4 separate regions of the Mus musculus genome follow, and all the other regions are linked to region 2. A link is a contact called in public ChIA-PET and Hi-C data. All regions are on one chromosome and are shown on one strand. The core of a region is the stretch at or near the end of the contact, and the rest is flanking DNA. Distances in the headings are between cores, read along the strand shown.

Region 1 (6,814 bases), core at 900-3,399, 160 kb before region 2:
TGACTTTGTGTGCTTAAGGTAGGGTGCTTAAAACGCCCTTCTAACCAAGTTCTTGATTCTACAGAAATAGAGCTCCTAGCTTGCACATTTTGTAGCGACCCCACCCCAGGTATTCGCCCCTGTATTTCCTTGTGTCTCCAGGAGCGAAGAACAGGAAACCATGTTCTAAATCTTGGGATTACTTTTTCTTTGGGGTTTTCCTTAATTTTCTGCTACGTTAGTAGCGGAACATTTTCTAAACATTTCTACGTTGTCAGGCACCATGAGGAGTGGCAGCGGAACGACGAACAACGAGAGTAAAACATAAAAATACCCCGGTCCTCGGGACTTCAGAAGGCTAGCGCGAAACACCGCTTATTAAGTCAGACGATAAAACCCACCAGCAAAGCGCAGCAAAAAGCAGCTGCTCCCCCACACAGCCCACCCCAATCCCGGAGAAACTAAGTGCCCCTTTCTCCTATTAGGCAGAGAGGACAGAAACCGATGCCTTCATCAATGTGGAAATAAACAGAAGAGATGGCGGCAGAACTTAGTTTTTCTCACAATTGTTGAGAGATTTATTACTGAGAGATAAGCCTCAGTCTGGGGCCCCTCTAATTCATGTCTCCAATAGCTACTACCAAATGAGCAAATCCCTAAGCTGTTTTATAAAGTAAAAAAATAAGGAGGAGGAGGAGGAAGAGGAGGAGGAAGAGGAGGAGGAGGAAGAGGAGGAGGAGGAGGAGGAGGAGGAGGAGGAGAAGGAGGAGGAGGAGGAGGAAAGGAGGGAGGAGAGTGGAGGGAATCTTTTATAAAGGAGATTGGCGGCATTACTTACTCCTTGTCTCCGAGGCTCTAGGACCTACAGAAACTCATCTCTGGACTGTAGCATTGTCATGGCTGTGTTGGACACATAAACAATCCTGTAATTTCCCTCCCAGAACAAAAGTTTCAAAGCAGTGACCTGTAAGGTATCCTCCCTTCAATAAAGCCGAGACTTATAATGGTCTGCTAATTACTCTATTCCTGCAGAGGGACAGGAGCCTCCAAAGAATCGAAGCAAACCCTCTCTTGATTGAAGCTGCTGCGGTCTGTCCCCAAATGTACAGCTGGGCTGCCTCATTGAAAACCCAGACAAAACAAAATCCCAGATAAATAATCCTGCTGCCCAGAACTCAAAGATCTCTCTCTCTCTCTCTCTCTCTCTCTCTCTCTCTCTCTCTCTCTCTCTCTCTCTCTCTCTCTCTCTCTCTCTCTGTTACTGAATCTAGCCTGGATTCTCAGAGAAGGAGAACTCCTTTGGTGCTTTGCAATCTTTCAAGCTTAGGGATTTGTCCACAAAAGTTTTTTAAAACCTTATTTGACTTTTCTGTCCCCCATTTTCCTGTGCTGAATTCATTTCTTCCATTTGACACTTTGATTATAAATCATTTCTCCAACCTTTTTTCTGAACTAATTATTAGATTGTTTCAACAGTTAATAGTTGTTTCAGTTTGGTGATTTTTTTTCCCCCATTACTATTCAAGTTTTGAATGGAGGAGACAGATGAGATTTCAAGTGTACTAGCAAACAAAGTAGAGAAACAGAGAGACAGATTTAAATTATTAGAGTTTTTATATCTGTTAGGTAGCAACTTTGTGGTACAATTAAATGTATGTCTAAAATAAATTTCTTTTGGGGGGGGGGGGTTGAGACAGGGTTTCTCTGTATAGCCCTGGCTGTCCTGGAACTCACAGTGTAGGCCAGGCTGGCCTCAAACTCAGAAATCTGCCTGCCTCTGCCTCCCAAGTGCTGGGATTAAAGGCGTGTGCCACCACGCCCAGCTCTAAAAAGCTTATTTAAGCAGAAGTAAAAGTCAACAATCATACAATTAACTTGGCATTACAAACAGTTGACTGTCAATTGTCAAAACAAGCACCCTTCAAGGAAAACACACACATACACACACGCATATGTTTTATACTAATAGGGAAAATAATTAGTTTCCATTTGTTGTACTTTGGCCTTGGTGGCTCCACTTAAATAATAAACTGTCGAAAAGGAAAGCCAAGCTTCTGCAGATTTCCATGCTATGGAAGTCATACGTACACAGATATGAAACCAGTCCTTGGGCTAAACACAATAATTGCAAGGGGAATCAGTCAAGCCATACAATTAGCCATCCATTACAGCTCCTGAAGGAAGTGGCCCCTTGCCTTTCTTGCCACAGTAGGGTGACCCTGCATATGATAAGCTAGGAACTAGGAGGGAAGGCAGTCTTGCAAAGACAGCAAGGGGAGGGGGTGTCTCAAAGGTGATCCAAATGAAGTTGAGCCCTTAAGTGTGTTTCACACAGAGTGGAGGCCAGCATAGCCCCTCTCTCATGGGGACAGACATATAAAAGCCTACCAAATAATGTCTTATTTAAGCAGAACTTTGGTTCTGTCTTCTGCCCTGCAAGCTGTTCGCTCCAGCCATGTGAGAACTGGGACCCCAGCAGGACAGACTTTGTGAACCGTGGCCCAGATACTTCTGCCCCTCAGTATCCCAGGTCCCTTTGCAGGTCTCCACAGTAGCAATGTTTCAGGGCTTCAGGTTTTCAGAGACAAATACGATTATCAGGAAGCCATTCTCTCTTGCTATACAGTTTTTTGGGGAAATAGAAGCAGAGGAGGGCATTTGCTTCGTTTTCACTGAAATATACTGGTTTATTGATAAAGTAGTCCGCTAGACTCCAGGCATTAAGTAGGCACTCTCAGTAATTCCAGGGACAAAACAATAGCCATGTTCCTCCCTCTCTCTGTTTGCCAAGGTTTCCTTTCCCAAAAAACATTTGGATTTGGATTATTTTTTCCTCTTAATTTTACCTTTAGCTACTGGGTTCCTGGCATTTCCTTTGTCTTGTAAAATGTTGGGCAGGCTCTTAACTGAGTCGTTTGTCTTCCTCTGACTAAGAAGTATGGGACTCAGCACAAGAATTTCTATCATTGATAAGTATGAAATACTTGGGTTTTTTTTTTTAAAGTCTGTGTTGTTCACAGCTAATACTAGGTCTCCCCACACACTAACAGTAACTTTGGGAATACATCAAAACGGAGAGACACTTTTTAGAAATGGTGGTTTTACTTCAGCATCACCCAAATGCTAATTTGTTCTTAAAGAGGTTGGTATTCATAGTACCACGAGGGTGCAGAGAACTAGAGAGAAATAGAATGAAAAGGGGAGATAGAGGGAAAGTGATGACTCTCTAAAAGGTCACTCCCAGGAGTCCTTACAGTGAATATAGACATGCTCATCACCATACCATACTCTGGGTCTGTCTATCTCTTCTGTATGCGTCCACTGGAGCAGTGAAAAGTGAGATGGGTTTCACTATTCTTTATTTGGTCGTTCTAGATTCTTTCTCTTTTCTATAATTATTGTCCTCAGAAATTTTATACAATTTCGTCCAAACATACTTCATACCGTTGCGATGCAAATGGGTGTTCAGAGTTTGGCGAAGCCATCAAGTTTAGTAAATTTTTCCATAACTTTTTCTCTATAGTCTTTGTTCCCTTTGTCATTCTCTCCTGGTGGAGCGATGCAGAGGTCCATCCACACTGCTCAGGTGGGGATTGTGTTACATGGAAGTGATCTTGACTTAGAAACCTCCATTCTTTTGAACTGGACCTCCAGAAGATCTGAATAATGTTTATTTTGTATCCAGGCCTTATTCTTCTACCCCCTGAACACAAACAAACCCGTCTTCTGCTCCAGAAGGAGAAAATGTCTCCATTTTCCAATGCTATTCTTTATCCAAACACCTCTGGGTGGGTAAATCAGAGTAAAGCTTATCTGTAACTCTGGTCAACAACATACAGAAATTCATGACAGGTCGGTCATCAGGAGGGTTGGAAGGAATACTCTGTTCAGTGCACAGTCAGACCTCTCTCCTCCTACATGCTGGCCTGTTGCAAATGTGTTGGATGTATGGCCGTTTCTGTGCCGGACACGTAGGAGCCCTGACAAAGTAGTCGGTGCTGCATCTGGAAGCATCTTTTAATGTAGAAGCTGCTTGTGTTGCAGCCCCCTTTGCTTCCCATTCCGCTGCATTTTAATGTTTGTCCACTTTGCCGTTTGCTAGTCCTTTGCCCAACTTTTGACTTTTGCAAAGCACCTCCTCTGTATCCCGTGTATCCTGTGTATCCCATGTATCCTGTGTATCCCGTGTATCCCGTGTATCCGTCACATCTCACTTAATCTATACTGAGTGATGGAACTTAACTGCTCCTAGGTACCTTTCTAGGGAAGAGTGCCACAAACAGGGCTGTAGGTGTCTCCTGCTGGATCCACCCAAGAATTTGCCTAAGAGACACCGTCTGAATCCTCTTCTCGTTTCCCTACTTACTGCTTGTGGTTTGCATTTTCATTGCTGGAGTTCTCTGTGTAGACTCTGTATGGGCCTCCCAAGATTCCAGTGTTGGAAATGTAATCTTCACTGCAGCAATGCTGAGAGATGTGACCTCTCAGGACAGTTAGGTCATGGACACTCTGATCTCGTGCATTGTTCAATGCTGTCAATGCTGAAGTAGGTTAGTTATGGGAATGGGTTTATGATAAAGGGTGAGTTTGCCCCCTTCTGGCCCTCTAAAATGCATATTCTGATGCTATATGCAATCCTTTTCAACATTTCATGGGACAGCCAAGAGGATTTCTTCAGATGAGGTCCCTTTATCCTGGACTTCCTATACTCCCCCCAAACCTGGACCCACTGTTCCGATAAAGCCTCACAGAATAGACTTAGTACCTAACTGTATTTCCTCAACCTAAAATCTATTTGCTATTATTTTGTTATATGTGCTTATCTCTATATAATACACACAGTTTTCTGAACACAGGTCCTGTTGGTTAATGGTGCTATCTTACAATCTATCAAACTGCACTATCCAAGGGCCTGTTGCTCACCTCTCTGTTCTGTCCACTGATAGACTATAGTTTTTATGCTCACACTAGCATGTTGTTACTGTCATGCTTGATATTCTATGGAGAATAAATGTGTGATGGAGAGTAAATGTGTGTGTGTGTGTGTGTGTGTGTGTGTGTGTTTTCCGTGTTATTGTGTACATGAGTATGAAGGCCAGAGTTCAACCTTGTGTGTTGTTCCTCAGGTGTCATCTATCTTAGTGTGTATGCTTGTGTGTGTGTGTTTTTGTGTGTGAAAGTGTACGTATGTGCACCTGCATATAAAAGCCCAAGGCTGATCTTGGGCATCGTCTTCGGTCCCTCTCTACTGTATATTGAGGCAGGATCTTCTTATGAACCTAGAGCTTATCAATTCTGGCTAGTCTGACTTAGCACCTTGTCCCCTGAATTTTTCTGCCTCTGCCTCTTCACTGCTCAGATTACAAGCAGCCACCATGATTGCCTAGCTTTTATACTGGTTCTCAGAATCTAAACTCTGGTCTCCACACTTGTATACAAAGCACTTTATCCAAAAGCACCTCCCTGCCTTGACATTATTTTTTTAACATCATCATCATTGCCTTGTTCGTTGTCATCATCGTCGTCACTAGTGTTCTCATTGGCTTATCAATCATTTTCTTGGGATATACATGTCTTTACTTCCTTGGCACTGGGATTTCAACACAGCCACCATGTGGATTCCGGGGATTGAACTCAGGACTTTGGTGTGGCAGGCATGCTATACCAACTAAGCTCTCTGCCTAATCCTACTTGCTTGCTTGTTTGGTGTGTTAGCCAATTTTAATACATCCTAAGTGAAGTACAATGATGGATTCTGAAAACTGCAGTGCTGCAGGGCGTGGTGGCCCCTGGCTTTGATTCTAGTGAAGGAGGGGATAGGCAGATCCCTGAGTTCAAGACCAGCCTGGTCTACAGAGCAATTTCCAGGACAGCCAGGAGTACACAGAGAAACCTTATCTTTTATTTTTTGTTTGTTTTGTTTGTTTGTTTGTTTGTTTTTTTGTTTTTTCCTAGACAGGGTTTCTCTGTATTGCCCTGGCTGTCCTGGAACTCACTCTGTAGACCAGGCTAGCCTCAAACTCAGAAATCTGCCTGTCTCTGCCTCCCAAGTGCTGTGATTAAAGGCGTGTGCCTGGCAATAAACCCTATCTTGAAACAACAACAACAACAACAACAACAACAACAACAACGACAAAAAACAAACTAAGCCAACAACAACAAAAATCCCCCTAACTACAGCCCTAAAGCTTATAGGGTTTCCCTTACCTGTTCTCCCCGTACACGGTGGTGTGCAGCAGGTCCCTTACAGTTGCTGTACCCTTCTTTTTTCTCTTTCTTAGCCCAAAGCTAATAACCACAGGTGGGGATTCTCCAGCATTTGCCTCCTGACTTGAAACAGTTTAATGCCTCATTAGTCTGAGTTTAGAAGCAGGATTTTGCTTAATATTAAAACCCCAGAGATTGTTCATCATTGCACCCCTACTACACAGCACATTCTTCATCCTAATGCTTTCTGTACAGTGTCCAATACAGTCGCTGGTAGAAACCTTGCCCCAAGAGAGAGCTTCGTGGTGGTCAAGAAACAGTGTTTTCCTGCTCCATTGCTCCAGCATGGCGGATCCCGACCAGAAGGGGCAGTCCATGGTTTTATGGCGTTTATTGTCATGGCGGGAAGGGGAGCGAAGAGGGTAGTAGAGCCAGAGGAAGGCAGAGAGAGGGAGAGAGTAGAGAAGTAGAGGCCGGCCATGGCCACATGGAGAGAGAGGGGAAGGGAACACAGAGATGGGGGGAGCAAGAGGGCAAGAGACAGAGGCAAGAGTAAGAGAGGGAGGAGGGGGCAAGCAGCCCATTTTATAGTGAGCCAGGCCTACCCGGCTATTGCCAGGTAACTGTG
Region 2 (7,808 bases), core at 2,575-5,074:
TTTGGCAACATTCTGACTAAATCGCTGGTTTTGTTCCCATTTCCCAGGTATGGATCAAAGTTTAAAGTGTTAGTGACCAAATGATTTATTTCCAAAAATTTTCTAACTACTCGTTCATCTGAAATGAAATTAATTTGAAATACAAGTGTTGGTTTTAGAAGAAAAGAATTTTAAAATTTAAAATGGCAAGATGATTTCTATACAAACTATTTCTCCAATAGGCCTATTCCCATATTCTTTTGCATAGAACAGATTTGTTAAACTTTTAAAAAGAGATTATATTTAGGTTTTTAAAAAAGGATTTTAAAAATGTTCTTTTGGCTATCAAAAGAGTTCAGAGGCTTAAAGGCCACAAAGCAAGTTGCTATGCTGCATTGCCATCTAGTGGATTCGAGTAGTATTGCAAGAATTAGGTTTTTCTTTTAGAAAAGTGTCAAACCCAAAACAATCTAAACGATGATAAAGGAATGTAGGAATTTTAAAAATTGTATTTGGTATGTGTGTGCACGTGTGCACGTGCGCGTGCAAGTGTGTGTGTGTCTGTGTGTGTCTGTGTGTGTGTGTGTGTGTGTGTGTGTGTGTGTGTGTGTGTAGGGAGGTCAGAAGGACAACTTTGGGAACAGGCTCTCTCCTACATGTGAGTTCCAAGCTTGAAAGGAAGAGCCTTCACCCACTAAGCCACTTGTCACTGCTCATGCAGCTCTGGAAGCCATCAAAACTGTGAAAATATATGACACCAAAATATCCCCTCATAGCTTACAGTAAACAGAAATCCAATATAATGGACGAAAGTCATATGCAATCATGGACTGTATAGGCTATACACAGTTATTGAGCACTTTGTATTTCCCTCTTTGTTTATATGAAAGTTGGTGTTATGAGGTTGCGGGTATGTCTCAGTGTCAGAGTGTGTGCTGAGTATGGAGAAAGTTCACTGAGGGTGGGAACAAAAGTGTTAACACTGTGACATATTATAAAGTGCATCTTTTATCACATTTATTTAGTGTGTGTGTGTGTGTGTGTGTGTGTGCATGTAAGTGTTTTATATTTTCCAAGTGAAACACAAAAGGAGTTAAATAAAAAACATGTAGAAACAGTAATGTTTGAGGCAAGATTTCTAGGAGGAGATTACTGTGAAAGATTTTAGAGTCATAAATTTTATACATTTTAGAAAATTCTAAGAAATCTACCAAAATAATCAACTGACATAAATCAATGACCAAATGAGTAACAAGATCATGTAAAAAAAAATGAATTATACCAGATACCTTCAAATTATGATTACTGTAAGTTCCTGGTAGGTATAAGGACAAATTAGGCCACAACCATATTTGAACATATACCAGATGTCTTATTTACAAGTCTGCTTGAACTAGTTTGTGTATATAATGAAATAAAGCAAATTATTGTATGTTGTAATACTGGTTTTACTGCCAGTTGTAAATACTGTTTTTTTCAGGTAAAGAAAGAACAAGAAAAACAATCAGGTTAGTAAAAACCCTGTAATGTAATTTCATTTAAAGGTATTACTATAGGAGCTGGAGAGGTACCTCAGTGGTTAAGAGCACTGGCTGCTCTTCCAGAGGTCCCAGGTTCTATTCCCAGCATCCACAGGGAAGCTTACAATTGTCTATAACCAGAGTTCCCAGGGATCCAGTGCCCTCATTTGGTCTCTATAAATACTACCTGTGTGCAGCACACAGACATACATAGGAACAAAACATACATACACATAAAAATTTAAATATTGCTGTGGTCTCTGAAAAATGCTTATATTTAAGGATATGTATTTTTTCACCTATGCCAACTGCACAACTTAAAAAAAAAAGGTAACAATATAATAGCAGCAACATGTGTAGTGCCTAAATCATGTCTTCAAAAATAATTTCCTGTATAAAGAACTGTTTCCCTACAGCGATAGCTGGTTTCAGACCAAAGGCAAGTCATACAACCATGACCTCTTTTTCCAGAAGTCAAGGAAAATACCTACAGAATACAGAAACCCACTGGAAGCAGGCTCGGTGACCACATGACTTGACAGTGGAACTTGGGGAAGGGATGGGTGCAACAAACTATAATATATTGGGTATATAAAACCCATACGCTGGGGCTGGAGAGATGGCTCAGCGGTTAATAGCACTTCCTGCTTTCCAGGGGACCCACGTTCAATTCCCAGCACCACATCTGGCAGCTCGCAACCGCTGTCACTCCACCTCTCGGAGAGATTTGCTGCTCTCCTTAGACCCCCCTGAGCACCTTAATACATATGGGGTGCATTCCCAGAAATGCACACATATACATAACTAAAAATAAATACATAGCGTCACCTCTATGCTCATAGACCTACTTTGTAAAGTGGAGAAAGAAAACTATTTTATTCTTCACCATTAGAGGAAGCGAGAGTCACAGCTCCTTGTACTGACTGGTATGAAAATGTTCGGTATTAAACCTGTTTTTCTTGAATAGAACCAAGTAGCCCTGCTTGATAAAGGAACGGTCATTCCAAATTATTAGTTATTCTGCAAAGCCAGTTTCCAAGCCTAAGGAATGACAGAGTCAGAAAACAGCCATGCGATAGAAAAGCCAACATTTTTCTCAGTTAGGTAAACAGCCAGACAACAATCAACACCACTGACATCATCAGCTGGAAGTGTGAGAGAGCCGGGATATTAAAAGAAAAGCTTCCATGAATCCAAGAACTGCTATTTTCCACGAATGATTCAGGATGCTACCAGGACCAGCCACCAATTCAAGAACTGGAACAAACAGAACATAAAATCTTTCCAACTTATGTTCAGGGCAGAAGTAGGTGGCTGTTAAACAGTGCTGACACCATGAAGCAGCAATCAAATCCAGGATTTGTTTTTAATCAACTGGAAGGAAAAATAGCAAGAGAGCATGTGGCTGTTGTATGGACATCTGAATTGGAGAAAACCCACCTTTAAGAAGGACATTTATTAAACATTCCAGAAACTTCAAATATGAGCTAGGTACTAAAGGATAGGGGTGAACTGTTGCCACTTATGTGTGATAACAGTAAATGGTTAGAATCCCTTCTCAGAGATGCACTAAACACAAAGTGTGGAAGAGCAGTGTGCATGGAATTTGCTTTTAAATATGCAGGAGAAAAAATAGAAAGAGGAGGAAGGAGGAAGAAGAGGAGGAGGAGGAAGAAGAGGAGGAGGAGGAGGAAATGTAGAGAGTAGGCACCATGCCAATCATCAACACCAGAGTGAAGGCACCAGGTTTATTACACTGAATCTCCGTCTGTGTGTGTCTAAACTAAAAGCATTTTACAAGAACTATAAACTTTTGCGTGAATTTTAAAGGAAACCACAGGACAGCTAACATGGCTCAGTGTGTAGAGGCGCTTGCTGTGAAGTCTGACGATTTAAGTTCAGTCTCTGGAACACATATGGTGGAAGGAGAGAATCAATCAACTCTTGTAGATTTTACACACACACACACACACACACACAGAGACAGAGACAGAGAGACAGAGACCAAGACAGAGTGACACAGACAGAGACAGAGACAGACACAGAAAGAAGAGAGACAGACACAGACACAGAGAAAGACAGAGAGAAGAGAGAGACATGAGCACAGAGAGAGAGAGAGAAAGAGGTAAATGTAGTTAGAAACCAAAACCAAACCAGAAACACTGTCCCAAAGGAAAGTGCCGAGTTAAGAGGACAAAAAAGAAAAAGTCAAAGCCGAGGGCTCCCTGCTTGTTGCCTGTGCCCAGCTTCCTCTGAGTGAGACTTCTAAAGGAGGAAATTATGCCAAGTCAAAGGCATTTAATGCTTAGCCTGGGAAGCCAGTTCTTCCTCAAAGAAACAAAACCACAGTGTGACAGACAGAACACATTGCTCTTGTGTGGTTTGCCAGACATATCTGTAATTTGTGTCTTTTTCTCTCTCAGGATCTCCCAAGACAGCTGAGCCCTGATACAGTACTTCTCTCCTCCTTGCTTCCCTCCAAACTCTCTACACAGCACTTGATATAAAATCTTAAATGTGCCTCTCTCCAGAGGACCTCAGCTCTCCCAGCGCTGACTGACTTTCAACACTCTGTCGGCTCCTAACATTTGCCATTGAGACCTGACTGTGGTGGCTAATCGTCATTGTGGATGTGACTGGATTTGGAATCGCCAGGTGACACATCTGTTAACCAGGCCTGGGAGGATGTCCAACCTGAAGAAAGTGCATGCAACTGCGGGCAACACCATCCTGTGAGCTAGGATGTAAAGATGGCACCAACATTCTTCTCTACTTGCTGACCACAGACACAAGTGGCATGGGAAGATCCTGTTAGTGACTCTCCACACTGATGGACTGTGTTCCCAATAAAGGCTTCCTTCTCTCCACACTGATGGACTGTGTTCCCAATAAAGCCTTCCTTCTCTAAGTGGCTTTTGGGAGCCACTTTGTTACATCTATGAGAAGAGAAACTAACACACGATCATATTCACACACTGTACTACTGCATCCCGCAGACTTGCTGGTTCCCCACAAGGCTTTCAATACCCCAAATCCCCACACTTAACATCTTTATTAAGATTGGGAAGATTTTCTGAAATAATACATTCATTTGCTGGTTTTATGGAGCAGATGATATTATGGTGTGGTGGTTTGAACAGGAATGGCCCCCACAGGCTCATATACTTGAATGCTTAATCATTAGGGTGTGGATTCCAATGGATTAGGAGATGAGGCTTTGTTGGAGCAGATGAGGCCTCCTTGGAGGAACTGTGTCACTGGTGTGGGCTTTGGGATTTCAAACGCTCAAGCCAAGCCCAGTGTCTTTCTCCTGCCTGCTGCCTGCTGATCTGGTTGTAGAACTCTCAGCTCCTCCAGGACCATGTCTACCAATGTGTCACCATGCTTCCTGCAATGCTGATAATATACCAGACTTCTGAAACTGTAAGCAAGTCCCCAGTTAAATGCTTTCTTTCCTTTATAAGAGTTGCCATGGTCACGGCGTCTCTACACAGCAATAGAATACTTGCTAAGACATATGGCAACCCTATCTATCCAGACCTGACTTTCTGTAGTCTCATCCTACCTGTGGTCCAAAAAGAAAATATTAAACAGGAAAATCCAGAGATAATTCATGTCTTAAAGCACATACTATTAAAATTAGGCATGATGAGGGTTCACTCCATCTTGTTCTTGCCAACCCATGTGCCTATGTGTATTGTGTACGTATGGGGGATGAAAGAATGGATGGAATTTTAGACATTCATGGTGGGGAGCATTGGGATTTATTTTTTGTGGATAAAGGTAGACAACTGTTCTTGTCAGTAAGATTTCCAAGCCTCTTTCTTATGTATTATGGAGTGCCATCCAGAGAGGAGCATTCAGATTCAGATTTAAGTCAATAGAAAGCCCCCCCCCTTTTTTTTCCTGCCTGTGACTACACTGGGTGTTTGGGATCCCAGTGTAGCCCAGAGCCTTTCTCAGGGTGAGTTTTGAAGAATTAAAAACTGTATCCTGTGTGGACATACCTCAGTTAACAAGAACAGGTATCCATATGCACAAGCACGAAGGCCCAAAAATATAGAGTTTATGAGCATTTACGGTTTCAGAGGGACAATGGCATCATCATTGTAGACAGCATGGTACGATAGGAACATCAACTTGAGAACTCAAGATTGTAAAGCACAAAGCAGAGATGGGAGGTGGGGGGAGAGGGGGAGGAGGATAGGGGAGGAGAGAGGGGGAGGGGGAGGGAGAACTAGAAATGTTTCGAGCAGATCCTACCTTCAGTGACACACTTACTTCAGTCAGCCCATGCAGGAGAAAATGCAGGCATTACCTGGTGGCCAGCTTACATGGTGGCACACTGGCCTTCTAAATAAGAAGCAAGGCTCAGCGTGCTGCTGCAGTCAGAACACTGGATTCTGAAGTAGAGCAGCTGATCGCTGGCCTGCAGACAAGTCTGCACTCCCCACGTCTGCTTTGATATGCTTCTTAGGCCTAGGGACCCTGGAGGTCTGAATGCCCACCGTCCAAGCTGAGGTAATGCACTAATCAGTCAGTTGATAGGCTTGCACTATGTAAGTGGTTGTTTATACATAATAAAGCAGACACTGTTCCCTGAAAAAAAAAAAAAAAAAGAAAACAAAAACAAAAACGAAAAACCAAGGTCAGTATGTTTAGATTGTGTTAAGGGCTGGGGGCCTACCGAGGGCGGACTGGGGCCTGTCACTCATGCAAGGGTTCCTGCCCGAAGCTTGTCCAGGAAATGTTCAGTAAAGGAGCAGTTTGTCACCGTTTGAACTAGAAATCTAGAAATCTAGAAAATCATCAAGCCTAGAAACTTCCATTTAGAGACATCTCTAAAGAGAAGTAATTACATTTCTATGAATTAAACTTGTTCTTTATGGAAAAAACGCTCATTGAGATAGGTCCCATTCTGTAAATCATATCGTTTAAAGTATGCCATCCAATGTTTTAAAACATAGTCACACACTCGTGGAATCAGTTCCACACTGTCACTTTGGAACATTTTATTACCACTTTCCCACACCCATTAGCACTGCTCACTATGTTCCTCCCTTGTGACCTACACCCAAATCTATTTTTGACCTTTATAAATCTGCCTATTACAGATACTTCATATAAACAACATTGACTAATGCATTGTCTTTTCTGAATAACTGCTGTCATTTAATGTAAGTTTTGTCATGTTGTAGCATGTATGAATATGCCAACCCTTTTATTATACATTCATTTCTATTTCCAAAAGCAATTGTTTGTCTTCCTCTAAGCCCTATCTTCTTGGACTCTTCAATCCTTATCACTCTGAGGGCTTCTCAGGAGGTACACATGTAGAACTTTTACGTGGTTTTATGGTGTTTTTTACTTAGTTAGTTAGTTCAATTTTTTTGGCTTTAGTTCAGTGACACAATGTTTGCCCAGCATAAACAAGAGCCTAGGTTCAATCCCTAGGGGAAAAAAAACCAAAACACCACCAACAAAAAAAACAAAACAAAACAAAAAAAAACAGAAAAACCTACACCAATAAACAGTGTCCAGCTACATTATGTGAAAAAGTAGTAAAAATTACTTAGAGTTTTACTAGTGCTCAGTTCTGGATAAATGATGCATAAGTCTCCTGCCTAGCACCTGCTGGAAAACATGCTGTTTGACTTGAATGCAAAAGTTCTCTTACTTGGGTCACCTAAACCCTAAGGCCTCCTTTTGGTTTTGCTAATACTTCTGTTTTGAAAATACTGTTAGAAAAATTAAGACCATTAACAAAGGTGATTTAGGCAAAGAAAAGGTATGGAGAGGAAGAATTACCAAATGCTGGGTTCTTCATTCAATAATCAATCCCACCCCGCCCCCCAAGAAAAAGAAGTGGCACAGAGAAACAAACCCTGATTGGCTATTGCTGACATTTTTGTCTGATCAATTAGCAGGCTCTAGCTGGCTGAGGTATGGCTGGCATGCCTGGTACTCAGTTTCTTTGGCTATAAGGGTTTGTTCTCAGGTTGTTATAATATGTTTACATATCAAAGGTGCATAGTTCATAGGCACAGGTGATTTTTATCACCCAAGTAAAGAGATAGCTTTAGACCAGACTCAACCCAGTTTAACAATATTGTGTACACCAGAGCTCTAAACCACTGCTGCAAGTCACTTCTTGGTCTGTCCTCCTCTTGTGCAGAGTGTTATAGAGTTTAACACCCTCAGGAAAAGACCACAACTCAATTCAAATTATGATTAACCAAATATACTATTTGTCCTACAAGGGCAGCTGCTTCTAAGCCAAAGCAGAAATGTGCTTTGCCTGAGTAAATG
Region 3 (7,700 bases), core at 4,460-6,959, 190 kb before region 2:
GCTGTCCTTATTCTAGAAGAGCCGTCCCAGTACCCAGGACTGCATAGACCTGAGCAGAGGTCTCATTGAGTTTCCCTCTTTTTAACCATTAAATCCCACACTGCTGTCAGGTCTCCTGTCTGTGCAGCAGCCCAGGCTTCATGGAACCTAAGCACAAAAACAGACTAGTCCCCTGGCTCGGCAGGTCTTCCTTCAGAAGCATTCTGAAATTCACAACTTTGACTAAACGTATTATGACTTCCTTATTTTCCTGCTTGCTTTCATTACAGGAGTGTCTGCTGTACTTTCACCAGGGCTGGAAAACAGCAAGACACCTTCTAACCCAAAACCAGTTATGGAGAGTAGAGTAGGTTTGGAGCCAAGGGGACAGGGAAAATTGTTTAGTGGCTATATATATTCTCAGTTCGAGAAGACAGAAAGTTATGTGTTGATGGGGATAATCACTATTCAAAACTATGACTGCAATGCACAATGCTGTGGTGTGCTTACTGGTTACTAAAGATAAGTTCCATGTCATGTGTGTTTCACCATCATGGAAAGAAAAAATGGCCAGTGAGATGACTCAGTAAAGGTGCTTGCTGCTAATCTGAAGATTCGAGTTCAAGTCCTGGGAGCCAGAGTGTGGAAGAGAGTCCTCTGACTACCACGCATGGGCCATGTGGTACCCACAACACATATACAACAAATACAAAATAAACAAATACATAAATGTGAAGAGAAGAAAAATTTTAAATTGTACTATCCTCCTAAAAAAAATGCCCTTGGTGGCAGTAAGAATGAAGTGATTTTCTGGAAGTTTTAGAATCACATAAAATGTTCAGGAAAACATAAAAATGTTGGCTGTCAGCCTCCAGTTTAAAGTGTGAGGATAGGAGATGGGAAATGCTTAAGATAAAATACATCACATGCGTAGATGGAAATGTCAGAGAAAAAAAAGGTATTTTAAAAAAAATTACTCGGGCTTTCTTTTAAAGCCTTTCATTTTAAATTCGGTGGACATGAAAGTCCTTCCTGAAAGTGGACCTGATCCAGTTCCTCCCGGTACCTACTGTCTAGTTAGGCTAGTTGCAGGAGAGAGGGGAACACAATTCCTTCCTTTGAGTGATGCTGAGGCCTCTTGCATAACCCTAGGGAAGTGGTTGAGAATAAAATTCCACTTCCAATATGCTCAGCTAGGTAAGCCTCACTTAGAGGACAGCAAAAAGGACCACAGCCAGTAAAGCACGAAGATGAAAGAGGGTACCCACTGTCTGTGGAGCAGGAAGATCTTTCTCCGGGTCTAAGGTTTGGGGTCTAAGGAACTGCTTGCAACAAAAGCAATCTGAACACACTAACCTGAGGGGTTTTTCCTGCCTTTGTGATTGCTCCTATCATCGCTTCCCAATTCCCTGGGGCCCTAGCTGGTACCCTTCATCTACTGTCCTCCCCCTGTGGCAAACCCTCCCCCTTGACCAGGTTGGATGGCCCATTGGTGTGACCATGACAATGGTTGCTCATTTCACCCCGTGAAAGGGCTTAATGATTAAAAGGCTACACCACAGCACTGGGCCACAAAACTCTTTCTCTGGCTCCCATGAAGCCCCTTTGATTCCAAATGTTCCTTTGACAGGATCAGCAGCCGCTCTCATTCTTCTGGGCTACAGAAACATCTGCATTTCCCTGCCCATAGTTACCATGCAATTAATGAAATACCCTCCCTTGGAGAGCACACAATTGAGTCAGCCTCCCACTACTCACCCCCTGTCCAATAGGAAGGCTGCTTTTCCAGCTCCATACCCCATTCAGAGCTAGAAGAAGCCAGACTATAGGTTCATGCAGCCAGTTTACAGCTTAATTCTCCCTTCCCCTCCCCCTGCCTTTTTTTTTAACCTTCCTTCCCTCTCACCCTCTGCCCCTTCCTTCCTTCTCCTAAGACTGACTCAAGGCTAAAAGAAATTCTGTAGGTAGGGGTGGCATCTCAGCACACATTTGCTTCAGAGCTACACACGATGGAGCTTAAAGCTGATGTAGGCAGATCCCTGGCAAAGGCCCTTTTCTGGGTTACAGGTTTGATCTTCCTCTGGTGTAGCCAGATGGAAGCTGCAACAATGACTCATCATTCTTGAGGTGAATGAAAAGATCATTTTGGAGATTTTGGAGTCTCTTTAAGTGTCTGTATAAACTCCACACCAAACCATCAGGAAAAGGTGTCTCTGCAGTATGCAGCTTGGGCTGATATCTCCAGAGTGCTTCCCTGCAGCGCATCAGAAATGTGACATCTCAGTTTATTCTTCCCACAGCTTTAATGTGGGTCAGTACAGAACACTTACTGTTACCCCTTAGAAATTCTCACACACTGGTCGGTCATTCCACCTTGAATATTTCCTAAGAAAACTGTAATGGTTTATATTGGCTGTCAACCTAAGAGGATCTAGAATCATCCTGCAGGTAAATCTCAAGTCATGTCTACTAAGGATTTTCTTGACGAGATTAATTAAGGTGAGAATACAATTCCACAGGATAAGGTCCTGGGCTCAATAATACAATGAAGACGCTCAGTCGTCATCTCTCTGTGATGCTGACACAGCTGTAGTGTGGCCAGAGGGCCTCTACTCCTGCCCTCCCCACTTGCCACTACATCTTCCCACCAAGACAGGCTTGCTGTTTTGAAACTGTAACTCCCCTACAAAGACCCTTTCTCTCTTAATTAACTTCCTATTAGATATTTTGTCAAAACAATGAAAAAATAACTAATCCAGATAAAACTTAGACCTCTGATTTGTGACAGCTCACTCAAATGAGTACGTTTTTGTAGATAGGGGAAAGCCCTTAAGCCTCAACCCTACACAAAGAACTACAGGCAACTAAGGAATGCTGTGGTGGGGGGTAAAAGAGACAGAAAGAGTGTTCTCTAGGAAAGAGCAAACCAATTGATTATACAGTACCAAATGATCAGCTCTGAAAACATGCATAAAATAGCATTGTATGAACTGAGAAGGTTGTATTTAAGTGTTTAGGAATATATGTACATACATATATATGTTTATAATAGCAATGAATGAAAAACAGAGGTCATGAATTTGAAAAAGAACAAGATGGTTATATGTGAGGGTTTGGACAGAGGAAAGAGAAGGCAGAAATAAATAATTACATTATAATATCAAGAAAAAAACAAATTTTAAAAAGAGTCAAATGCTAAGGATATCCAAAAATAGGAAAAAGAGTTGCAATACCTTGTATATACGTAGTTTAATATTTATCACATTTTCTCACTTTTATTTCGATCTAATAGTAACAGAATGACACAAAAATATTGATGTATTTATTTGTTTCTGTCTCAAAGCTAAGGGCTCTCTTTTCTTGTATAACTTGGCCAAGACTACTGACTTCATTGTATTTGGTGTTACAACACCAATCATCTCAAGAGTTTCCATTCAAAGAGACAACCTAGAATGCCTTCCATTTGAAAGTCCTTACATGGCTTCCTGCTATCCACAATTCCCCTTTCCTTCCTCCAAACCCAACCACATCCCCAACTTTGTTCTTTTTAAGATCCATGGTCTCTTTGTTTTCCTTTAGTGTGTGTTTGTGTTCCTGAATATGTAAATGCACTATATAAAAAACCCACATTTTGGAATATTTAAATACTGCTATGTCTGTATAATGTTACTTGCACGCCCCTATTTTGGAAACCATAGTCTAGGGGCAATCATCCTCCTCCCTGTACGCATGAGATCACAGCTGCTAAGCGTCTGCTCTTCAACAGATGTCAAGAAACTGATTTTTCTCAACTTTTGCAATTTTGTACTATAATATGAGACTGATAGCATCATTAGGTACCTGAGAGCATTATATAACTGAAAGAGATTACTGTATCTCTTCCTTAACAAAGAAAAACATTTCAGACTATTAGAGGCGAATAACAGATTAATATTTGCATTTATACTCATATTTATTTTTATACACATAGACTAGCGTGTCTTTCATCTCGAGTCAGAGAAGCTGCTTAGGGTGAAGGTTAACACAGAGAATACTACTATCTGGTCAAAGTGGTGAAAATAATGACTAATGGCCATTCAGCCTTAAACAGGGCATCTTTATCATCCCTGGCCTTGAGGCACAGGGAACTTCACAGATGAATGAGAAAAAGGATGTAAGAGCTGAAGAATGGGAATGAATGTCACAAAAACTGTCATGTAGACACAATATTACTGATGCAACCATGATCGCACAGCAGCTATACACACCAGCAGGAGATTGGTCCCTCCAACTCTCATCATGGAAAAAGGAGGCACCCAGAAGTCTCCATCACTTCCTGGGGAGGTAATGGATGTTAACAGCTGATGAAGGGCATGGTATCATTTTTTTTTTTCTACTTGTCTGGCCACTGGGGAGCTAAGTAGGAAGAAGGGGTCCAAAGGGAAAGGAGGAAGGACATTGAAGGATAACAAATGGGGAAAATGAGTATTCTAGAAGAACAGAAGATTGTTGCTATTTGCTCTGAATCACTTACCTATCCTCTCATTCAGGTTTTTTTTTTTTTTTGATGGCTAGGGGTCAAGCCTGAGGGATTTGATCATGATAGGCAAGTGCTGTCCCGCTGACGTACACCCCAAGGCCTTGTATATTTTTTCATAGGGCTTGCCAAAGCTTTTGAGGGTCAATGTTCCACTGACTATGGAATACAAGTTTAGTATAACTTTTATTTGTGCCAGTGTGGGCAGTTGTTTTAAAATTCCTGAACCAATTAACTTGTTTAGGTTTCCCAAGGTCACAGTTTCTTCATCTGAAGCTGAACTGATAAAATATAGTTCCTATTATTATAAATACAGTGTGTTTTGGCACTGCACAAATTACTGTGGTAGCAATATGGCTACATTAAAAATCTACCTAAAAGCTCACTACAAAAACCTCTTCATTCCACAGAGAACTTCCACAAGGCCAGTTCCACAAGACTCGCTCTTTGGAACTGTTTGTGCCTAGTGGACAGTCAATGAGTTGCTACCAAAATTCTACTGTATGAAAGCCTGAATTGCATCATAAGTAGCCCTGCCTGGTGATGCACAGCTGTAAAGTCAGCACTTGGGGAGTGGAGATCAAGAGTTCAAGGTAAGTTTGGGATACATGAGACCCAAGAAGAAATGAAGGGAGGAAAGGATGGGGGTAGAGAGAGAAAAAAAAAAGGTAGGGGATGAAGGAAGGAAGGGAGGGTGGGAGGCAGGGAAAGAGGGAGGGAGAAAAAGAAGAAGGGAGAAAAAAGAAAGGAAGGGATAAAGGAATAAGAAAGAAGGGAGTGAGGGAGAAAGGGAAGGAGGGGGAAAACACTCAAAATAAACTATACTAGTACATAAAACATAAAAGAAATTACTTTAGGGATAAAATATCTTTTTTCTCTTTTTCTGTCAGTTGAAAGTGTGATCACAATTTACTAGTCTGCTTTGAAATAAGTTACTCTACTGGCTACTAGATTCATTCATTTCATTTCAGAATAACTGTGATTGTTTTTCGTCTTATGTGTTAATTATAAAACTATGAGAAAATAGTCGACAATCTTATGTACTTGGTGAAGAGAAACTGTCCCTTGTTGTTTTGAAAAATAATTTTGGGGTGTGGGGACACTTAAAAATCTCAGATTTCAGGCTCTTCCAAACTCATAGATAATTGGCCTTGCCAAATGATCTCAGGAGAATTGGCCTTGAGACATATTTGAATCATGAGGCATTCTCGCAATTCACCACACTTTACCCACTTCCTGTGCTCATAACAAGCCAGAGAGGCTGCCATCTGTGGCACACAAATAAAGACAAGAAGGAAAGTTTAAACATACACACACACACACACACACACACACACACACACACACACACACACACACACTTTCCCTTACCTCCAATGCAGTCAGAAGAGGTTGTGTTTGTAAAGAGGATTATCACCTGCTGGATCCTCTTCCACTGTGAGGCTAAGCCCCTCAAGGTCATCCAACTATGGCAGGTGTTGGCCATACTATCTGACCCTGCCAGAGCTGAAATCTTACCAGGATATCTCAGAATAATTTTCTAGTGCAAAGGTATTGAGGGGGATCCCAGAAGTGTCACATTCCCCTTATCTTTCTAAGGAAGTGTCACATTCCCCTCATCTTTCTAAGGCAGGAAAATAGGGGCACAGAGAAAGGGCAAGTGGGGAGGGGTGCTGCTATGAGAAAATCTGAACAGCTCAGCCTTCATTCAACATGAATAATTAAGCAACCTCACCATTAAATAAACCTTATAGCCATTGGCTTCTCACCTTATTTAGATAACTAAGTTTATAGATCCTGGGGTCCTTGGTGCTAACTAAATGCAGCTGAACATGAATTCTGCAATTCATCTAGAAAGCAGGGGAAATCAGACTCTTTGCTCTGTCTTCAGATGGTCAATGATGTCAAAAGTGATTGCAGACCCACTTTGCAAAGTCCAAGAACAAGAAGAGGGGGCTTTGCCATCCTACTTTACCCACTAATGGTTTTACGCCTAGCACCATCATCCTTTTAAGTCATAAAACCTCATATCAAGCACTTTGAGTGTCTACCTTGCTGGATAATGTATTTTGCAAAGCGCTATACACAATGGTGGGGTTGGAAAATCCTTGTGCAAAATCAAGATGGCAATGCTTGTACATCTGCCTTCCCTGAGTCTACATCCAGCAGAATCTAAGTTGACATTCTCACAGAGGTGGCTGCATATCCATGTCTAATGCAACACTATTTATTGTAGGTACTATATAGAATCATCCTAGATGCCCATCAACAGATGAATGCATAAAGAAAATGTGGCTTCAAAGCAAAGCACAATTCATGTATATGAAAACATCACAATGAAACACATTGTGTCCTATGCAACCGGTAAGATGATACAAAGTTGAGAAGATGGCTGTGCTGATGGTCAGCGTTAGTTTTGTGTCATTTAGCAGTGATCTGGGTTGACGAGTGGTCATCTAAGCAGTTGATACATAGTCTAGTAAGTTTCAATACTTGCTTTTTCAGATCCCATGGTATCAGAGCTATAGCTTCAGTGTGGCAAAGCCAAAAAGAGCCACTCATAAGTAAGTGTGAATCATGTCCAAATAACAGCAAATCTAAAGTCCTAAAGTAAAATGCTTATTGGTATTTCTGAGAGGAACCCGGGATAACACTAACCAGGAGTGTTAAACCACACCAGTTTGTTGGTAAGGAAAAAAAATTCTCAGTTTTTTACATGGGGATCAATGTTCTCTATTCTAACAGGGTAGCAACAGAGTAGGACGTCTTTATCTTTGTGGGCCCATCTTCCTCCGTCCGTATACAAAGTGTAAATGTGAAGAACTGATGTCCATTGGCCTTTAATTCTGGTTCCTTCCCTAAGTGTCATCTTTTTCTTCCTTAAAGCAACTTGGTATCGGTAGCAATGAGCTGATTGCAGTTCACTGTTTGCTGAGGGGTCATGTTGCCAGCATCGTACATTATTAACAGTGTGCAGCCCACAGAATTTTTCTTCGTACATCCCCAAGGAACAAAGGCCAAGTTTGTAATATTAGAGCCACAAATTGGGATCTTATTTTGCTTCAAGATGCTTTGAAACATGTAATTATGAACATAACTCTGCCCGTGAACTTGTCCTCATTAACTTACTAATTAGCAGGATTTTGTTTGATCTTGGACTTCATTAGACATTATAGGAGGAAGGCTGCTTCAGTTTTAACACATC
Region 4 (7,407 bases), core at 1,774-4,273, 150 kb after region 2:
CAGAGCCTAAGAAAGCTAGAAGATCCTGGGCAGATCTCATACAGATCCTAAGAGAACACAAATGCCAGCCCAGGCTACTATACCCAGCAAAATTCTTAATTACCTTAGATAGAGAAACCAAGATATTCCATGACAAAACCAAATTTACACAATATCTTTCCATAAATCCAACCCCTCAAAGGATAATAGACTGAAAACACCAACACAAGGAGGGAAACTACACCCTAGAAAAAGCAAGAAAGTAATCTTTCAACAAACCCAAAAGAAGATAGCCACACAAAAAGAATTCCACCTCTAGCAACAAAATAACAGGAAGTAACAATCACTTTTCCTTTATATCTCTTAACATCAATGGACTCAATTCCCCCCAAAAAGACATAGACTAACAGACTGGATACTTAAACGGGACCCAACATTTTGCTGCATACAGGAAACTCACCTCAGTGACAAAGGCAGGCACTACCTCAGAATAAAAGGTTGGAAAACAAATTTTCAAGCAAATGGTCTTGAAAATCCAGCTGGAGTAACTATTCTAATATCAAATAAAATCAATTTTCAACCAAAAGTTATCAAAAAAGATAAGGAAGGACACTTCATACTGGTCAAAGGAAAAAAAAATCTACCAAGATGAATTCTCAATCCTGAATATCTATGCTCCAAATGCAAGGGCATCCACATTCATTAAAGAAACTTTACTGAAGCTCAAAGCACACATACATGGTACCCCTTCCAAAATTGATCATATAATTGTTCACAAAACAGGTCTCAACAGATACAAGAAGATGGAAATAATCCCATGCATCCTATCAGATCGCCACAGACTAAGACTTGTCTTAAATACCAACAAAAACAACAGAAAACACACATACACATGGAAGCTCAACAACTCTATTCAATGATAACTTGGTCGAGGAAGAAAGAAAGGAAGAAATTAAAGGCTTTTTAGAATTTAATGAAAATGAAGACATATCATACCAAAACTTATGGGACACAATGAGATCAGTGCTAAGAGAAAATCAACAAGATAGATAAACTTTTTGCCAGACTAACCAGAGGACAAGAGACAGTATCCAAATAAATAAAATCAGACATGAAAAAGTAGATATAATAATGAAATATATCTTAAAGTAATTATTCTGTTTGTTGAATATTAACAGTTGGAAATATTAAAATCATGTTTTACAAACATCATGGAAATATTATTGATAATTTTCTCACTGTGCTTGAAATTAGCATTTTTTTGTTTTATTTGAGACAGGGTTTCTTAGCATTTTCTTAATGTTTAACTTCTAAGAGTTTTTGCTATTTTGAAATTCTTAAAATATACTTACTGATAAAATAATATCTCTCCTGGAAACACTGATAATCTTTTTAAAGTAAACTATTAGACAATGTACACAGATATACTATGCATTTAAATATTCTCTCACTATGTCAGGTGGTATCATATATGGGCTTTTGAATATATTTCTTAATTACTCATCTTTAATATTTTATGCTCTTTTATATGCTTAGCCCCCAAAGGATATTTTATATGTTTTGAAACAATTTGGTATTCAACATTAGATATAGGATCCTCAGTCATGGATAGTATTAAGTATTCATTAATAGTATTTTTAGGGTTTGAAGGGATATGAGTATAAAAGTTGAGCAATTTTTATGAATTATTTTATTCTCAAAATAATCAATATTATTAATATGTTTGATGTATAAAATGTATTTAAATAAGAAAAAATAAAAATACAGTATAAAAATTGAAAAAAAAGAAAAGAAAATATGAAACCATATGATCTCAGAAGAACTTGCAGTGACAGGAGTGGATGCACATTCTTTTGTCTGACTTCATGTGACAGCTTTTTCATGGACACTCATCTGTGGGTGTGTTATCTGGTAAAGCTCTCATCTGTGCCTGACATGTAAGGATTCCTATTTTGGATCTTAAGTATTACTTCCATTCTCCGTTGACCTTTGAAATAACTCCCTGAACTTGGCTTACATTTCTGTGCTTCACCAAAGAGTAAGCCTAGACTCCCTGAGTTCAGCTTCCAGGGCACTGATCTGGGCTCCAGTTTAAATGCAGATTGACCAAGCTTCACAGCCACGCTCTGGCAAACATTGGATGGAGGTCGGGGACGCTTTTGCGAAAAGGATTGAAGTCCCTGAAGGGGACAGGAACCCCATAGGAAGACCCACAGAGACGACTAACCTAGACCCCTGGGAGCTCTCAGAGACTGAGTCACCAATCAAAGAACACTCATAGGCTGAAACAAGGACCCAGCATGTACAGAGCAGACGTTCAGCCCAGTCTCCATGCGAGCCCCACAACTGGAGCAGAGGCTCTCCCTAAAGCTGTAGCCTGACTGTGGTATCGGTTCACCAACAGGGCTGCCTTGTCTGGCCTCAGTGGGAGAGGATGTGCCTAATCTGGCAGAGACTTGATGTTCCAGGGTTGGTGGAGATACAGGGACAGGGAGAACCCTCTCAGGGGAGAAGGGGAGGTGAAAGGGGGAGAGTCTCTGTGAGGAGGAACAAGAAGAGGGGCAGCATTTGGGATGTAAATAAATAAAATTTTAAACAAGAAGCTATTGTCATATATCCTAAGCTTTCAGTTTAATACTTTTGTGGGGCTTCTGGGTGAACGAGTGGGTCTCTGATTCTTGGGCCTGCTTTGGGACTCTTATTTTTCTGTTGGCTTGGCTTGTCCAACTTCAATATGATGGTTTTGTTTTATCTTCTTATATTTTATTTTGTTGTTACCTCTTAGAAACCCATTCTTTTCTGATGAGAGACAGAAAGGGAAAGGGTGTGGGCGGGAGAGGAAGTGAGGAGAAGCTGGCAGTGGTTGAGGGAGGAGAAAGGATATTCAGATTCTACTGCATGGGAAACAAATCTGTGTTTCGTAAAAGGGGAACATTCATATGTTGCCATTCTAACTTTCAAGGTGACAATACTAGGAAGTGGAACTGTGCTTTGCTATGGTAATCATACCTGACAGAGACAGAAGAGGAAAGGCTAATTTCGGTCATGGTTTCAGAAGTTCATCATTTCTTGGCCCCAGATGCTTGAGCAGAACATTATGCATCGAGATTGGTGAAACCGACTCAGCCACATCATGGTTGACTAGGCAGCAGAGAGAGAGTGGGATCAGAGCCAGAGGTTGGTTATCATCTTCCAAGGCCCACCCCCAGTGAGTTAATTCTGCCAATCAGGATCCACATCCTACAGGTGTTTCACATTCTCCTAAATAGAGCAACTAGCTGGGGGATAAGCAAATCCCCGGGCTGTGGAGGATACTGAAGATACACACTTAGCCAGGATACTACAGAGACCCTTAGAGAATGGAGAAGGAGCTTTCATCAATGAAATTAATACTCTTAGCAAAGAGGCACAAGAGTGAACTTTCATCTTTCTACCCTCTGAGAATGACACAGCAAGAAAGTGCTACCCAGGAACCAGGACATGGGGTCTCAGCAGACTCAAAACCTGTCCAATCCCTAGAGCTGTGGAGGGAAAATGTATTTTAGAAGCCACTAAGGCTGTGGTATTTTATTATTAAATCCAAGCTAACACAAGTACTTTTATGAGGACAAACTAGTATTATTCTGAGTATTTCTCTCACCATTTCATACAGAATTGCAAGCTATTTCAAACTCTCAGATATACTATAAAAAGTGGCATCTTTTGAGAGTTTTTACATTAACTTTTGCATGTAAAATCTTGGTAGACGGTCACTTCTATTAGGGACCACACCATCCATGTGGCATTGTCTTCTTCTAAGAACATAGTATATGCTGATGGGTACGTCTCTGAAGCCACTGGAGCACACTACAGAAAATCCAGGCAACCTCTTGCTGTGATACTGTAACGAGCCTTGCTAAAAAGAAGCCAAAATTTGTAGGGCAGTCTTGCCAGTGTGTGTGTGTGTATACATATACAACATATACATATACATATACATCATATACATATACATCATATACATATACATATACATATACATCATATACATATACATATACATATACATATACATCATATACATATACATATACATATACATCATATACATATACATATACATATACATATACATATACATATACATACAGGAGGAAAAATTAGAATCAGGACTTCTTTGCTCTGCTTTTGTTTTTTCTACTAAGAAACTCTCTGGTATCTGAAGGTAAGTTATGCCTATAAACCACTGATCCAAACATCCAAATCTGGACCCTGAAGTTTGACTGAGCCACTACTGTTAGATACCCCAGCTGTTAACTACACAGGCTACGAAGAGAGCGATCTCAAAATGGCTCATCAAGTGACTTATAAATATTAGTTATGCAAGAAGGAGTAGTTTGTGAGTTTTTCCTATTATGATGCTAAATCTACTCTCTTTATTAAATACTAGTACCTTCATTTTTCTTTATTTAGTTTTTAACCATATTCCAGTCACACATCAGGATAGAGGTATGCATGTTAGTGTTGGTAGATGAAGGCTCACTAATATTTTCTCTGGCATAGAGAGGATTTATATAAGGCTATAAAAGTGAGTTTGAAAATATTTAACTAAAATATACTATTACACATTATTTTACCAAGGAAATAGTTTTAAAAAGCAAAAGTGTTTGAACTAAGTCCTTCATTTTATCATCTCATTTAAACTGGTAGTTTAAATTCTACAAACACATCTATAAACACCAGCTTGGAATCATGGGTCTTGAGTCAGAAGCATCTTGATGAATGCAAAACTATAGACACAAGCAAAGCAATTCCTAAACACATTAAGACATAGGTAACCCCAAACAGTCAGCCAAGTGGCTTAAAATAGTGATAACATGAGAAACATCACCTTGGTTCTATATAGTTGGGCACCATTGTGATTTTTAAGGCTTTAGATTTTGCTGCTAATAAAAACTGTAAATGGATTTCCCTTGCCACCAATCACTTCAGCTCAGATCCACTTCTCCAACAAACATAATTATAAGTATAATCGCATGATTTACAAGGTAGGCTGTCATCAACCTAGAATACAGATGATGCAAACATCTTTTCATAATAGGATGTGACACGCCCATGGCCAGCCACACTAGACAGTCTTTGTCCCATCTAATCTCGTCTAGGGAGCAGACATGCTAGGAAAATGGGTGCTCTCTTCGAGAACACTGTCAGGCTGGTGTTAGATCAAGAAATAATATTCATTTGGAGAAACAAGTGCAACCGGTTGGAAGTTGGTTGGTATTTTGAGGCAGTAGTTTGGTATTAGTTGAAGGTTTGAAGCCACAGTGGGCTATTTGAAAAACAGATATTTAACTTCAGAAACAGAGCAAATGATCCTTCTAGTGTCATCTAATATCGGCCATCAGATGCGGTGTAGCAGCTATGTTAGAAGTGTTCGGTGATTTATGCTTAGGACTCTATGTTTTAGTAAAGAAGAGTCTGTATATGCCCGTGAGTATACAGTGCGCCCACTGGTCTCATCCCCAGGGATTTCAGAGGTATTTACATTTTCTGTTGTTTAGGTTTAAGGGATGAAGTCACTGGTCCAAGAGGAAACACAGCTTGAGAGCAACAGCCTTCAAAGCTGGAAGGAAAAGAAGCCAAGCCCTAGTGAGTGTTTCCACGCAGCTCATGGCTTCCCAGATATTCTCAGACACCCTTCTATTCAACCCCCAGGCAAGATGGCCAAATCCCTGTCCTCTCAGTCTAGAAAATACTGTTGTAGTCATTTTCTTTTAAATATCCAATTTCTCTTACAGCCATTATTGTATTGTGGAATAAAATTCAGGAAAAGCTCCACTTTCCACCAGCTAGAATCCCTCTTAACCAGAAAATTTCACACTTATATCAACTTGAATTATAAGCTTGCAGAAAACAGATCACTTCCTGACAATTATTAATAAAATTTAGTTTATTAGAAAGATACAAAATAGTTCTAAGAGGTTTGGGGCAAACCATGCCCTTCAGCAGAAACCAAGATAAGCAAAACCCCACAACATCCTGCTGGACTCTGCAGATCCTGGGTACTTGCTGAGAGTCTCACATCTGCAGCAAATGATATCTAAATGGCCCCAGGCCTTTGGCATGCACAGTCCAAATGAGACCATCTGCTGGCTATACACATTGGCTATATGCTTTCTCTCTAACAGCTAGTAAAAAAATAGAAAAAGGCCTATGTCTCTGACAACCACTCAGGAAAAAAGAACTGTCTTCTCCCCATCTTTGGATTCTGCCCAAATAAGAATGATAAAGAGTGTCTAGAACCACAAATGTTAGGGCCTAATGACAGACACTGACCTACTGTGGTGGTCTGAATAGAAGTGGCTCCCATAGGCTCATGTATTTGGATGCCCGGCCATTACGAGATGGCACTACTTATCAGAGATTAGGAGATATGGCATTATTGGAGTAGGTGTGGCCTTGTTGGAAGAAGTGTGTCAATAGGGGCAGGGCTTTGGAGATTCAAATGCTTAAGCCAGCCCCAGTGTCTCTCTCCTTCCTGATACCTCTGGATCCAGATGTAGAACTCTGAGCTACCTCTCCAGTACTATGTCTGCCTGTGTGCATCTATGCTGCCCACTATGCTGATACTGGATGATACCTCAGAAACTGTAAGCAAGTCCCGATTAAATGTTCTTCTTTATAAGAGTTGCTATGGTCATGGTGTCTCTTCACAGCAATAGAACACTGAGAGATCAGTGTTATTTGACTTACATGTGTCAATAACTCCCTTATTTCTCATTTACTCATGACAATGCTAAAGATAAATCAAAGCCACAAGAAAATGAGCTACAACCTGTAAGGATTATATTCAAGATGTTATACAAGTACCATTCTAAACATCAAAGTGATCCTCTATTATGCTTAACAGATTTCTAATATTAGCTGTCTGGGTATATATTCTCCTTTTAAACTAATAATCTATATGTGATATGTGCAGTAGCAATATTGACCATAGCCCGGGCTTAATGAAAATATCCATTTCCTCAAGCACACACTTACCACAGCACTTGAATCTTTATGAAGAGATTAGTGGGTGTTCCATTTTGTACATTAAAAGTATACCTTCTTCAAGCTAAAATACCATTTGTCTAAAGGTTTTAACGGAATCATACTCTTAGCTCAGAATAGGAAAGTTGTGGCATAATACTGCATTGAAGAGCTCAATTTTACTTCTTGGTAGAGCACAGCACATGAGTGACCCCCTGTGGCCATATTTCCTTTCTTTTTATTTTACTTGTTATTAATTATTATATTTGTTTACATTTCAAATGTTGTCTCCCTACCAAGTCACCCCTTTGACCCCCCCCCATCTCCCTCCCCTTTGCCTCTAAAAGGGTGCTCACCCACCCACCCACCCATTCCAATCTCATCCCTCTAGCATCCCCCTTCTCTGGGGCATCAAGCCTC

The links. Hi-C and Micro-C count contacts between places; a contact is called where the count stands out from the background. ChIA-PET counts read pairs in DNA pulled down with a chosen protein or histone mark.
Region 1: a Hi-C map of the HPC-7 cell line shows a contact between it and region 2, with 4 times the contacts expected there. The contact joins two enhancer-like sites. A contact is called at or near these places in 6 of 39 promoter capture datasets (the C10 cell line, cranial neural crest, embryonic stem cells and 2 more), 3 of 484 Hi-C or Micro-C datasets (the Ba/F3 cell line, the HPC-7 cell line and nephron progenitors), 3 of 115 datasets of contacts at active chromatin or transcription factors (embryonic forebrain, embryonic hindbrain and embryonic stem cells) and 2 of 9 other capture datasets (embryonic stem cells and pancreatic islet).
Region 3: a contact with region 2 is called in an RNA polymerase II ChIA-PET map of memory CD8 T cells, with 74 read pairs. The contact joins two enhancer-like sites. A contact is called at or near these places in 3 of 115 datasets of contacts at active chromatin or transcription factors (embryonic stem cells and memory CD8 T cells) and 1 of 9 other capture datasets (embryonic stem cells).
Region 4: a contact with region 2 is called in a Hi-C map of the 63-12 cell line, with 4 times the contacts expected there. The contact joins two enhancer-like sites. A contact is called at or near these places in 2 of 39 promoter capture datasets (HPC-7-derived erythroid cells and hippocampal neurons), 2 of 15 datasets of contacts at CTCF or cohesin (large pre-B cells and stem cell-derived epiblast-like cells), 23 of 484 Hi-C or Micro-C datasets (the 63-12 cell line, B cells, CD8 T cells and 17 more), 4 of 115 datasets of contacts at active chromatin or transcription factors (the 230-238 cell line, the HPC-7 cell line, bone marrow-derived dendritic cells and 1 more) and 1 of 9 other capture datasets (adipose tissue).

What each region holds. Positions count from the first base shown.
Region 1 is chr10:19,362,677-19,369,490 of GRCm38.p6, forward strand. No RefSeq gene overlaps it. Among named protein-coding and RNA genes, the nearest start is that of Olig3, 9.5 kb to the left of the region's middle. Within about 2 kb of position 2,150, at least 1 of the 459 cell types and tissues checked has an H3K27ac peak or open chromatin away from gene starts, as enhancers often do. A contact at or near this core is called in the HPC-7 cell line, where this site is marked.
Region 2 is chr10:19,518,582-19,526,389 of GRCm38.p6, forward strand. No RefSeq gene overlaps it. Among named protein-coding and RNA genes, the nearest start is that of Gm33104, 36 kb to the left of the region's middle. Within about 2 kb of position 3,825, at least 79 of the 459 cell types and tissues checked have an H3K27ac peak or open chromatin away from gene starts, as enhancers often do. A contact at or near this core is called in the 63-12 cell line, the HPC-7 cell line, memory CD8 T cells and 1 more, where this site is marked.
Region 3 is chr10:19,327,877-19,335,576 of GRCm38.p6, forward strand. No RefSeq gene overlaps it. Among named protein-coding and RNA genes, the nearest start is that of Olig3, 25 kb to the right of the region's middle. Within about 2 kb of position 5,710, at least 17 of the 459 cell types and tissues checked have an H3K27ac peak or open chromatin away from gene starts, as enhancers often do. A contact at or near this core is called in memory CD8 T cells, where this site is marked.
Region 4 is chr10:19,666,163-19,673,569 of GRCm38.p6, forward strand. It overlaps Gm33332 (a long non-coding RNA gene), which reads right to left. Exons shown (of 4, transcript XR_380146.2): 2 at 2,989-3,120. Among named protein-coding and RNA genes, the nearest start is that of Il20ra, 43 kb to the right of the region's middle. Within about 2 kb of position 3,024, at least 16 of the 459 cell types and tissues checked have an H3K27ac peak or open chromatin away from gene starts, as enhancers often do. A contact at or near this core is called in the 63-12 cell line and regulatory T cells, where this site is marked.